Regions from separate parts of the Mus musculus genome. Here region 1 is linked to region 2. Evidence: chromatin contacts called from public Hi-C data. All regions are on one chromosome and are shown on one strand. Each heading gives the region's core, a stretch centred on a gene start, on an enhancer-like site or on the middle of the called end of the contact. The rest is flanking DNA. Distances are from core to core; before and after follow the strand shown. Region 1 overlaps Gabrb3 (gamma-aminobutyric acid (GABA) A receptor, subunit beta 3). Region 2 holds the start of Gabra5 (gamma-aminobutyric acid (GABA) A receptor, subunit alpha 5).

Region 1 (4,571 bases), core at 2,006-4,505, 200 kb before region 2:
TTGGGTTCCAGACTTCATAACAGATATCTTTATCCTCTGAGCCCCCTTCCTTGACTCAAAGTTAAAAATTGTGTTAAATATTTTAAGCATAATTAAGTGTGGTTAGTTTTCCTCTGAAATAGTTAAAATATAATACATTTAGAAAGATTCTTGCCTGAGTTGTGGCGCCCCTGTTGATCTAAGTCCCAGCAACTGCTATTTTAAATGAAGGTATCTGGAGCACTCTGCCCTGACTTCAGGAAGCACAAACACCACATGTAGTTCACCCATCTGGTGAACACTTTGAAGAGCTCTTCAGGTTTTCACTGTGGGCTCGGCAGTTCGCCCACCCCACTTCTTTTACCTTAACTTGCATTAGAAGTGTGTGTAGTGACAAATGTTCAAAAATACAAACAAAACCCTTGCACTTTAGAAATCAAGCCACAGGTACTAGTAGCTTGATCCTTCATGGCTTACTCCTAATGACCAGTGAAAAATAAGCAACCCAGGCCATAAATATAATGCTTAACAGGAAAATGAGATGCCCGCCCGCCTATACAGAAGCAGAGACCACATGAATGGCTCAAGATTATGTAATCTCTTCTATGACTATGAAGGCTTTCCACTGCTCTTTCAGCTCTATGAACCCCTTTCTGGGCCTGTTCAATATTCTCCTCTAGGCATATCAATACATTCTCTCTTTGTCTCTATCTCTTGGAAAAGTCTTTAGACATATATACCCCTGCCTTTGCTTGTGCCATTCTGACTGGTGTAGCCTGTTGTGGATGAGGTACAGAAGTCATTTGTGATAGACTTTTAGTTTCACGTGGCAATGTACACCTTACTTAGTTCTTTCTTTGACCAAACCTTTGGGTTATTAGCATCTAAACAGGGCCCAGCTGCATTTTTAACCACATTCAAATGATAGCAAAGAAAACTGGCCATCCATGATATATTAGTATTCTTAGACCTGAATTTCAACTGCCTTTAGAAACTCTAAGACAATTTGACAATGAAATTTCTACACTTTAATAACTAGTCTTTAGTGATAAAGATGTGTAAACTAAATTCTAGGGAAGACGAGATAGCTGCCCAGTTTACTTAAGTGTGAATGAGGTCTTAGAAAATAGTCCAAGGGACCTGACAATCCAAAGGAGAATGTGCCCAAGGGTGTGTTTTCAAACAGCTGCTTTAAATGAACAAGCACAATAAATTCATAAAGGAGGTGGTAAAAGTCTGAATTTTCGAATTGTCTCAAACCAGGCCACTAGTATCTTCAGGCTTGAATTGGTGTCCAGATGTGTAACAAAGTCACTCCTGCTCTGCTTGGCACAGGTAGGCGTTGGATGGGAGCTTTCACAGAATGACAGCTTTAGTACTCACATGAGCTGGCCTCTGAATGGAAAATTATCATTTTTTTTCATTGCAAATACCTTAGATCCACCACCGTCAACCAAAGTGAAGCATTTGGAACTAAAATTTACCAGTGCCATGGGGTACCTGTCTGGAACATAATCTTTGGCGAGAGGAACTATCGGGAATCGGTTGATCAAACTGTTCCTGTGGGTTAATGAATTCACATGTTGAAATTTATGTAGACTTTGCCATATGCCCATATAGACCCTGTTCCTCTATTTTCATGAGAGCCACAGGCACAGGGTCACACACAACAGACACACAGAAACGCCTAAGTGGACAGACAGATAGACAGACTCGAGTGCGGCCAGAAAAAGTGAGGAGCACACAATATAGACTTCACGTTGTCCATTGTTCTCCATTTTGTGACTCACTTTGGGATGGAAAACAAAGATAATACCTGGTTTTAAAACAAGGGAAGCAAGATAACAGCAAAGTAAAAAAGCAGTTACACGGTGTTTTCAGCAAAGAGAATTCAAGAATCACATCTTCAAACCATCAGTCTTTAGTTTAAATATAGAACATGGAAAGAGTGGAAAATGAAGCATTACGTTGATTAAGAAGAGCCCATCGATGTAACCAACTGTTTCCCGAAGGAAGGCAGCATCTACAGTGGGTACCAGCTTACACTGAAGCAGTCCAGAAGTCTGAAGCACACAGCAGTCCCTGAAAGCACACTGTAATTTATGTCCCTTGCTACCCTCTGTGACAGAAAAGGTGGAAGAGCCTTTTTAAAAGTGCACTCCAGGGTGCTTGGGCCTCTGAGGGGAAAGTGTGCATTGAATAAGCAAGTGGCATTAAGACCCTCCAAATATGGAGCTGATGATGAGAACAGTGACTGTCTCCATCGCAACCAAATGTGTGTAATAAAAAGGTTTGCTGTACTGAGGTTTAAGCCACCCGATATCAGATGGTCAGGGAGTTGTAAAATCCCAAGTCAATTTCCTCCATCTCCATGAACTTCTACATTGAGTAAACATATCTGAGTAAGAGTTGCCAAATTTAGAACAAAAATCAGCTGGCAACTGCCTGAAATGCTTTCACAGCAAAATGTATTCCCCAAATCTGGCCAAATTCCAGGCCTGCTTATCATGCAGAGAGCAGTCACTTTATGTCATTCAACATCTGTAAACCAACAGGGTGTGGGTGCTGGAGTTCACCGTCTTCTGCAAGCCTTTATTTCCTCAGGTACAAGCGAAGTGAGATAGGAATTACTGGATCCACCACCTAGGTCTGTAGTAGTGTAAAAACCAAATGTAGCCAGACATGATGAAGCATAATGGTAACACACGCAAAAATGAGGCAGGAGGGTTGTGGCTCCCAGGTATAGCATGTAAATACTAGAGGTGATAAAAAGCACTAGCAAAGCTGTGTCCTCACAGAAACCACAGCAGGTCAAAACAGAAAAGCGGGACAATTTGAGATGAACACGTTGAGTCTCATGTTTCCACTCTCCAGCTGGAGCCACTGGAAGGTATGCTTACCTGTGTACACAGCAACACACACCAAACACACATGTATAATATTCACACATGCACATACCTGCATTCAAAGCACATACACATATAAATTCACATGCTTACCTAGGAGACTGCATGAGTACTCCTACACACACACACACACACACACACACACACACACACACACACACAAAGACACATGTGTGTTGGAAATTGGTTCTAATGTTTTGTCTTAATTTGGCTCCCAAAAGCTGCACCCCCATTTGGCTTCAACTGGTAATAAAGAATTGCCATACAGCAATTCCCCTGGGCAGGGAGACTTGGGTGGGACTTTTAGATTGCATAGGCAAGGGACCAAGGGAAGAGAGAAGAACAGGCAGAATCCCCATGACAGGGAAGAAAAGAGAGCTGACTTAAACAACGCCCACCACACAAGAATCTTGGAAAGTGGCCCTAGGAGCCACTCCTCTGATTATGATGAAATAGATTTTAAAAGATGTTAACTCAGGAATGCCAGAAGGGAGTGTGTGCTAGCTACAGGAAGGATTAGAAGTGCCCAGACATTGAGCTAGTCAAAGCATATCAAAATTAAGTGGCGCGCGTGTGCGCGTGTGTGTATGTGTGTATATGTGTGTGTGTGTGTGTGTGTGTGTGTGTGTGTGTGTGTCTTTCATTCTCAAATCCACAGCTTTTGTGTGGGTGCAGAGGAAGCATGACAGCCAGAAGCCAAAGCAGATTAACTATTCACTGCTACACATGCACACAGACACAACACACATGCACACACACACATATATACACTGAATGAGCAGAACATCTGAAGAACAAAACAAAACAAAACAAAACAAAATAAAACAAAACAAAACACCCTATTCTTTTCTGTAAATATTTCCCTCCATCTGATTTTCTTATGATTTTGATCATTATTGACAATTTCACAAAGAAAATAGGCATTTCTGATACCATAAAAACATAATCATGTGAATTCTTTTCTTTCAAAGATTGTTCTGAAGGAGATCTAGTTGATTCAAATAGATAGTGTTCTATGCATGGGTAACAGAAGAAAATGGAATCAAACAAGAATGTTCAGCCTCACCCCCATCCACCAATAAAAACCTTTCGTCTCTGTTGCTGGGTTTCCCAGCTGTTACACCTGCACCACAACACAAATGGCCCTATTTTTAGCTTCGTATAACTTGAGTAAAATCTCAGAACAATTGGGCATAATTACTATGCCTCTTACTGTCAGAGTGCCTTTCCGCAGACTTTGAAGGCCAGAAGACCCCCCCTGGGCCTGCATCCCTCACCAACAACTTTGCTTCTGCCCTCACAAAAGACAAGAGGGCTTCATCTCTAAGATAGGTACCTAGCAGACTGTTGTCATAACGATCTCATCCCAAATTTATCCAGAAAGAGGGATGGATTTGTGTGAGGATGGGAAGGCACTACCAAGCACAGGTGTGAATCTGATACCCTGCTGAGCTCCAGAGTGAAGAAATTCTTCATTTGTTTTAAGGTCATTATGAAATAAGTACAAGGCTTGCAAAAAATAAAACAACATGAGCAAGAAAAAGGAAGAAAATAAGGAAGATCTGAAGGAGGGAGGGATGAACAGATGAGCATAAGGAGGGAGCCATGGAGGGAGGCAGAGAGGGAGGAAAGGAGAGCGTAGGTCCAATGTACCCAAGACACATTAGCCTGGGTTACTAAAGGAAA
Region 2 (4,964 bases), core at 1,581-4,080:
AGGAAGGGAGAAGGAACTTAGGTAATATGATCACACACAAGGGTTTGGTTGGTGATGGCTTGATTTAGAGATAGTGTTGTAACCTAGGCTGACTTCAAAATCACAGCTCTCCTCCAGCTGCCCAGGTACTGGGCTTCTAGGTGTGTGCCCATACTCAGTTTCATTAGTTTTAAGTAATTGATCTTATTGATCATAATTTTCATTTTTATGTTTAAATGTGTTGTCATGAAAGGATGGCCCAAAACACTGAAATAGCGAATGTAGTCTGTCAAAAGAAAAGCTTGACAGTTAATATTTAGTTCATGGAGAATTAATATTCATTACTATGACTACACTATAAAATCAGGGTCACTCCCTTATACAGGAATTTACCATCACTAGGAAGAAGGAAGTTTCAGACCAAAGGAGGAACCAGAATAGATACTTAGAACTATAGCGAAGTTATACCCATACACATGTATTTACAATGGCCTAAGGGGAAGGTGGACTATACAATAGACTAAAATAGGAACTATGGCAAGTAGCCCTTGACCCTGGCTTCTAAGATTAGTGAATCTTAGGTAGAGCTCTTGTTTATCCCAGTTGTTAACAATAAATTCTATCCCAGGTAGTTCCCGTTAGACCTTTTGTGTTTGCATTCCTGTTTTATGTAAGATTCCGGTTACCTCATTTGTACCTTGCGAATATGTCACCCAACTTCCTTATTGTCTTCTGCATAAAAAGTCTGATGCTCAATTTGAAAAATACATCCAGATTCCACACGAAAAAAAAATATTCATTACTATGATAAATACAGAAGTTATTTCATTAGTACATGGTTTTGTTTTTTCCAAAATAGTCCTAGCCACTTTGTGCTCAGCTTTCCACTCACTAATTGTTTAAATCTTCCTGCTTGCATTATGCTGTTTAGTTAAGAGAATAGCAGATGCCTTGGCATTTGTAAATCTAGAATTAACACACAATAAGTGAAAAGCCTATTAAGCTAGTTATAATTTCAAATTGACTGTTTAAAAATTTGGTGATTTTAATTATTATGTTATATTTGCATCCACCATGATGAAAAAAAGTCAGAATAGACAAGTTGCAAGAAGAAAAGGTCCCTTTGAGGAGGAGTCCTAGGGATTTCCGTGGCATTGCCTCTGAGTTTGTGGCTAGTTAGTCCTCTGCAGCTGGGAGGGCAGGGTTTCAGGATGGTGCTCATCAGGAGCAACCAGTAAAAGGAGGGGTTGCCCTCTATTCCCTTTCAAGGGTACACTTCTGATGGCCCAGCACCTAACACCACTCCCCACCTGCCTCACTAGCAGGTAATCAAGACTCTAGAACCCGAATCTTCAGGGGACCTTCAGAATCTTAACTATAGACTACTCAGGGAACTTTATCCTAGTGGCACATCTTCAGAGAACTCAGCAAATGGAGAAATCCATGTGTGCAATTTATCCATCTTAGAAAAGCCACTTGAATGAATGAATATGTTCTATCAAGAAGAATCCCTTGTCTCAGAGTCATTTAAGACTATGGCTAACTATATAGTCATGGTAAGCTCTATTACATGTGTGCAAAAAAGGTAATACTTATATCCTGTTTCTGAAATAATTTTACAGGTTCTCATTTTGGAAAAATCAGAGTTTCTATAATGTGTAAAAGTGCCATTAAGTACTTTGGCCCAACTGGAGAATGGGTAGAGGCTTGGGTGGGCTTTTCTGCTCAGCGCTGTTAAAGAAGGATCCAACAGGGAGAGAGAGATTTGACTGTTCGTGCTGTCACTTAGAAGTCACTGAACAGTCTGTGCCCCACAAAATTTGCAACACCGAAGCAAACCCCAGGATTTCGATTCAAGTCTTTTCTGGTGTTTTGTTTTGTTTTGGACAGGTTAGCATGGATACCAGGAGGGCATAGAACTCAGTAGACTGCACAATAACCTTGAGCTTCTGCTCTTCCTCCTGGGTTCTGGGATTGCAGGCATATGCCAACAGTGCGGGGATTACATAGCGCAGGGAATGGAACCCAGTGCTTTCTGTACGCTAAGCAAGCTCTAAGCTTACTCCAGTGGAAACAACACACTGCAGTAGAGAAAGGAGCTGCCTCCGCGTCCAGTTTGTGTAACATTTGAAAGGGCCTTTTCTTCCCAGTCGTAATTGGTCCTGGCTGCCCTTGTCTCGCATAAACTATGATACTGACATTGGACCAACACGTTAATCAACCGCAAGTGCCCGCTGAGAAGGTAATATCTTCCTTCCAGCCCCCAGAGGGGCACAGAAAAGCTTTGCACCGCCTGTGACCTACTTTTATATCTGCGACCCCATACTCTGTATCTGCATTAAGGATGCTATAGCTTATCAAGGAATGAGTCTTCACTAACGTCCTAAACATGCACTGCTATTGTGAAAGGGTTTCACTGTAAGATCCAGCAATAATTACTCTTCGTGAATTAAATGATGAGGGTTCTCTTGCACCAGTTTCTTTCTGAAAAGAATGGCTGGGTAAATTCAAGGTTGCTCCTGAGTTAGAACAAAAAGTGCTGGCCATCCTACCTGACATAAGCATCCACCTAGGTTACAGATGCTGATGTCAGTCCCCACACCTTGCCTCCTCTGTCCTAAAAGGTGACTAGCGATTATTCCAGGGGGAACCAAATATGCTTCCAATGCCCACAAGCAACTTCAGCAGAAACATGGTCTTTCCCGAAGCGGGTCAGACAGTAGCTCCCATGCCCGCTTCCTGGGCTGAGCGGGGGCCGGGGGCCGTGCATTTGATGAGAGTCTGGCGGCCTCTACCGGGCGCCTAGGCAGAGGGACGTTCCTCAAACCCAGAGACGACATGTGGCGCTTTGGAGAGGTGAGAGCGAGCGCGAGTCCGCCGGGGGCGCTGGGGGAATCTGCAGCGGGGCAACGCGCGGCCTCAGGCGCGGCGCGGAACAGAGCCGCAAGGCGGCAGCGGGAGCGCAGGGCTCCGGGGCTCCTCGGCGCCGAGCGCCGGGCAAGTTCGCTCCGGCAGTATGGGGCGGTGACACCGCACCAGCCAGCCGCGCAGGGACAGCGGGCGGCGGCGAAGCAGGATGCGCCCTCGCCGACGGCTCGCCAGCCGGGGCCCGCGCGTAGGGTAAGGAGCTGCGGCGGCCACCGTTGCGGGCACCCCGGCCTCAGAATCAGGAAGAGCGCAGGGCAGTTGGGCGCTCTCGGATCCCGCAGTGCAAACTTTGCCCGGAGACTGCGGAGGCCACCAGCACGGAGGGCAGGGGATCCGGTGGCGCGGCTGGACGGGGCTGTGGGCGCAGCGCCTCCTGGTTCGCGGTGGACAGCAGAGAGCTGCTGCTTGCGGCCGTCGTGGAGCTCGCCGGCCTGGAAGGCGGCTCCCGCTCAGGAGCAGGGGCGCGCGGTGGGCGCGGGCCCCACTTGGTGTCGCGCGCCTGTCGCGCGGGTTGCTCGAGGCCGGGCTCTGGCTGCGCCGCCACTGCACCGCGCGCAGCAGAGGAAGAAGGCGCTGCCTGCCGAGCGCTCAGCTGGCGGGCTTGGGGGCTAAGGAGGTCTGGAGGGACGAGCCTGAGGGCAGGACCACCAGAGGTGTCCGGTGGCGCTGCGGAGCGGCAGCAGGTGCGGGGTGGCGGAGGCTGCGGCTCCGCAGTGCCACCCCTTATCCCACCTGCGCTGTGCGCCAGCACTGGTGAGCTCGCACCGGAATCTGGGGGGCCCCAGGGAGAGCAGTCTCGCTGTGGGGATCGAGAAGTCGGGGGCTCAGGGGCAGCAGAAGGCACCGCCCGGGTTTTCCTGCATGCGGCGCCGCGTGCTCGCCGCCTAGACTCGCCTGGCTACCGGCGCCGAGCCCTAGGATTCGCCCAAGCGACCACCGCATGCCAGCCTTCTATTCTTGAAGGGAATCTCAGAGGGCCTTATCCTTCGAGATGGAAGTACCTGTTGTGTGGTTTTTCAGTTCTGGACTTTGGGGTTGGGGGGTGTCTCCGTAGAAATGTGTTTCTTTTGGAACTCTGGCTTGCTCGTGTGCATTGAGCATCTATTTGCGTTATGCGCATGTTGAGATGTTATGTGCCTTCTCTAAGGTTGCTGCTGGCCCAGGGTCAGTGCTTGCTTGGATTACCACTGCGCTAACCAGCGTCTAGCTAAGAACAGAGATATGTTCCAAGTGTCGTGATTACTAAGCCATGTAGTCCTGGGGGCAGAATGCCAACCCAGAAAGTCTGACCCTCACCGGCAAGTCTACCATTGCGATCCTATAGAAGACGTGTTTCTGACATGTGCCTTTCCCCCTCTTCCCACACACTTTCAGCACCTTGCAGAACAAGAAGCAGCTTGCTGGCTTTGAACGTGTGGCAAATATTTCAGAAAGGTAAATTTATCTAACTTGTGGATTTGATAGATGCAAAATGCAATTGTCAGATAACTTTGAGACCTATGTTAATAATTGGGTCATTTATACCCTGCTAAAACAGTACAATATTAAGGGATGCAATCAGTCTATTAAAACGACTGTACACTCTGTAAAAGTGAACTAAAGCTGCAACTGTCACCTTTTTACACCGCCTTGCTGCCCAGAGGAGATGGTGCAAACTGAGCTGGCACAGTCTGCTAGTAACAAGGGCCAGGCTTCAGTCTTTGTCAGCTTCACTGTGGCAGCAGCATGGTTGGATTCACTGTAGTGACGGGAACATCCGTGTTCATGTGTTTCTCCCTTTTGTCTACTTTCAGCGTCAAGATCAAGTTGGAGGCAAGAACAGTTTTTCTTCCAAATTCATCTGCTTCGACTATTATTCTTACTGGGAATGGACAATGGAATGCTCTCTAGATTTATCATGACCCAAACCCTCCTTGTCTTCTGTATTTCCATGACCTTATCCAGTCACTTTGGGTAAGTTATCCCACGTGCTCTCATTTTGTGGTCTTGGGGGCTTGTGCTATTGTGAAGCCCTGCAGAACAGGACAACCCTTTGGTTGCCACCTCTGCAGTCCTGT

What was found. Hi-C and Micro-C count contacts between places; a contact is called where the count stands out from the background.
Region 1: a Hi-C map of cortical neurons shows a contact between it and region 2, with 3 times the contacts expected there. The contact joins the enhancer-like site here to the promoter of Gabra5 in region 2. A contact is called at or near these places in 1 of 39 promoter capture datasets (hippocampal neurons), 3 of 484 Hi-C or Micro-C datasets (cerebral cortex, cortical neurons and nephron progenitors) and 1 of 9 other capture datasets (embryonic stem cells).

Annotation. Positions count from the first base shown.
Region 1 is chr7:57,705,040-57,709,610 of GRCm38.p6, reverse strand. The region is part of intron 3 of Gabrb3 (gamma-aminobutyric acid (GABA) A receptor, subunit beta 3); the gene reads right to left. Among named protein-coding and RNA genes, the nearest start is that of Gabrb3, 120 kb to the right of the region's middle. Within about 2 kb of position 3,255, at least 7 of the 459 cell types and tissues checked have an H3K27ac peak or open chromatin away from gene starts, as enhancers often do. A contact at or near this core is called in cortical neurons, where this site is marked.
Region 2 is chr7:57,507,875-57,512,838 of GRCm38.p6, reverse strand. Gabra5 (gamma-aminobutyric acid (GABA) A receptor, subunit alpha 5) reads left to right here and starts at 2,830. Exons shown (of 11, transcript NM_001362162.1): 1 at 2,830-3,099; 2 at 4,282-4,341; 3 at 4,701-4,860. The coding sequence starts at 4,775.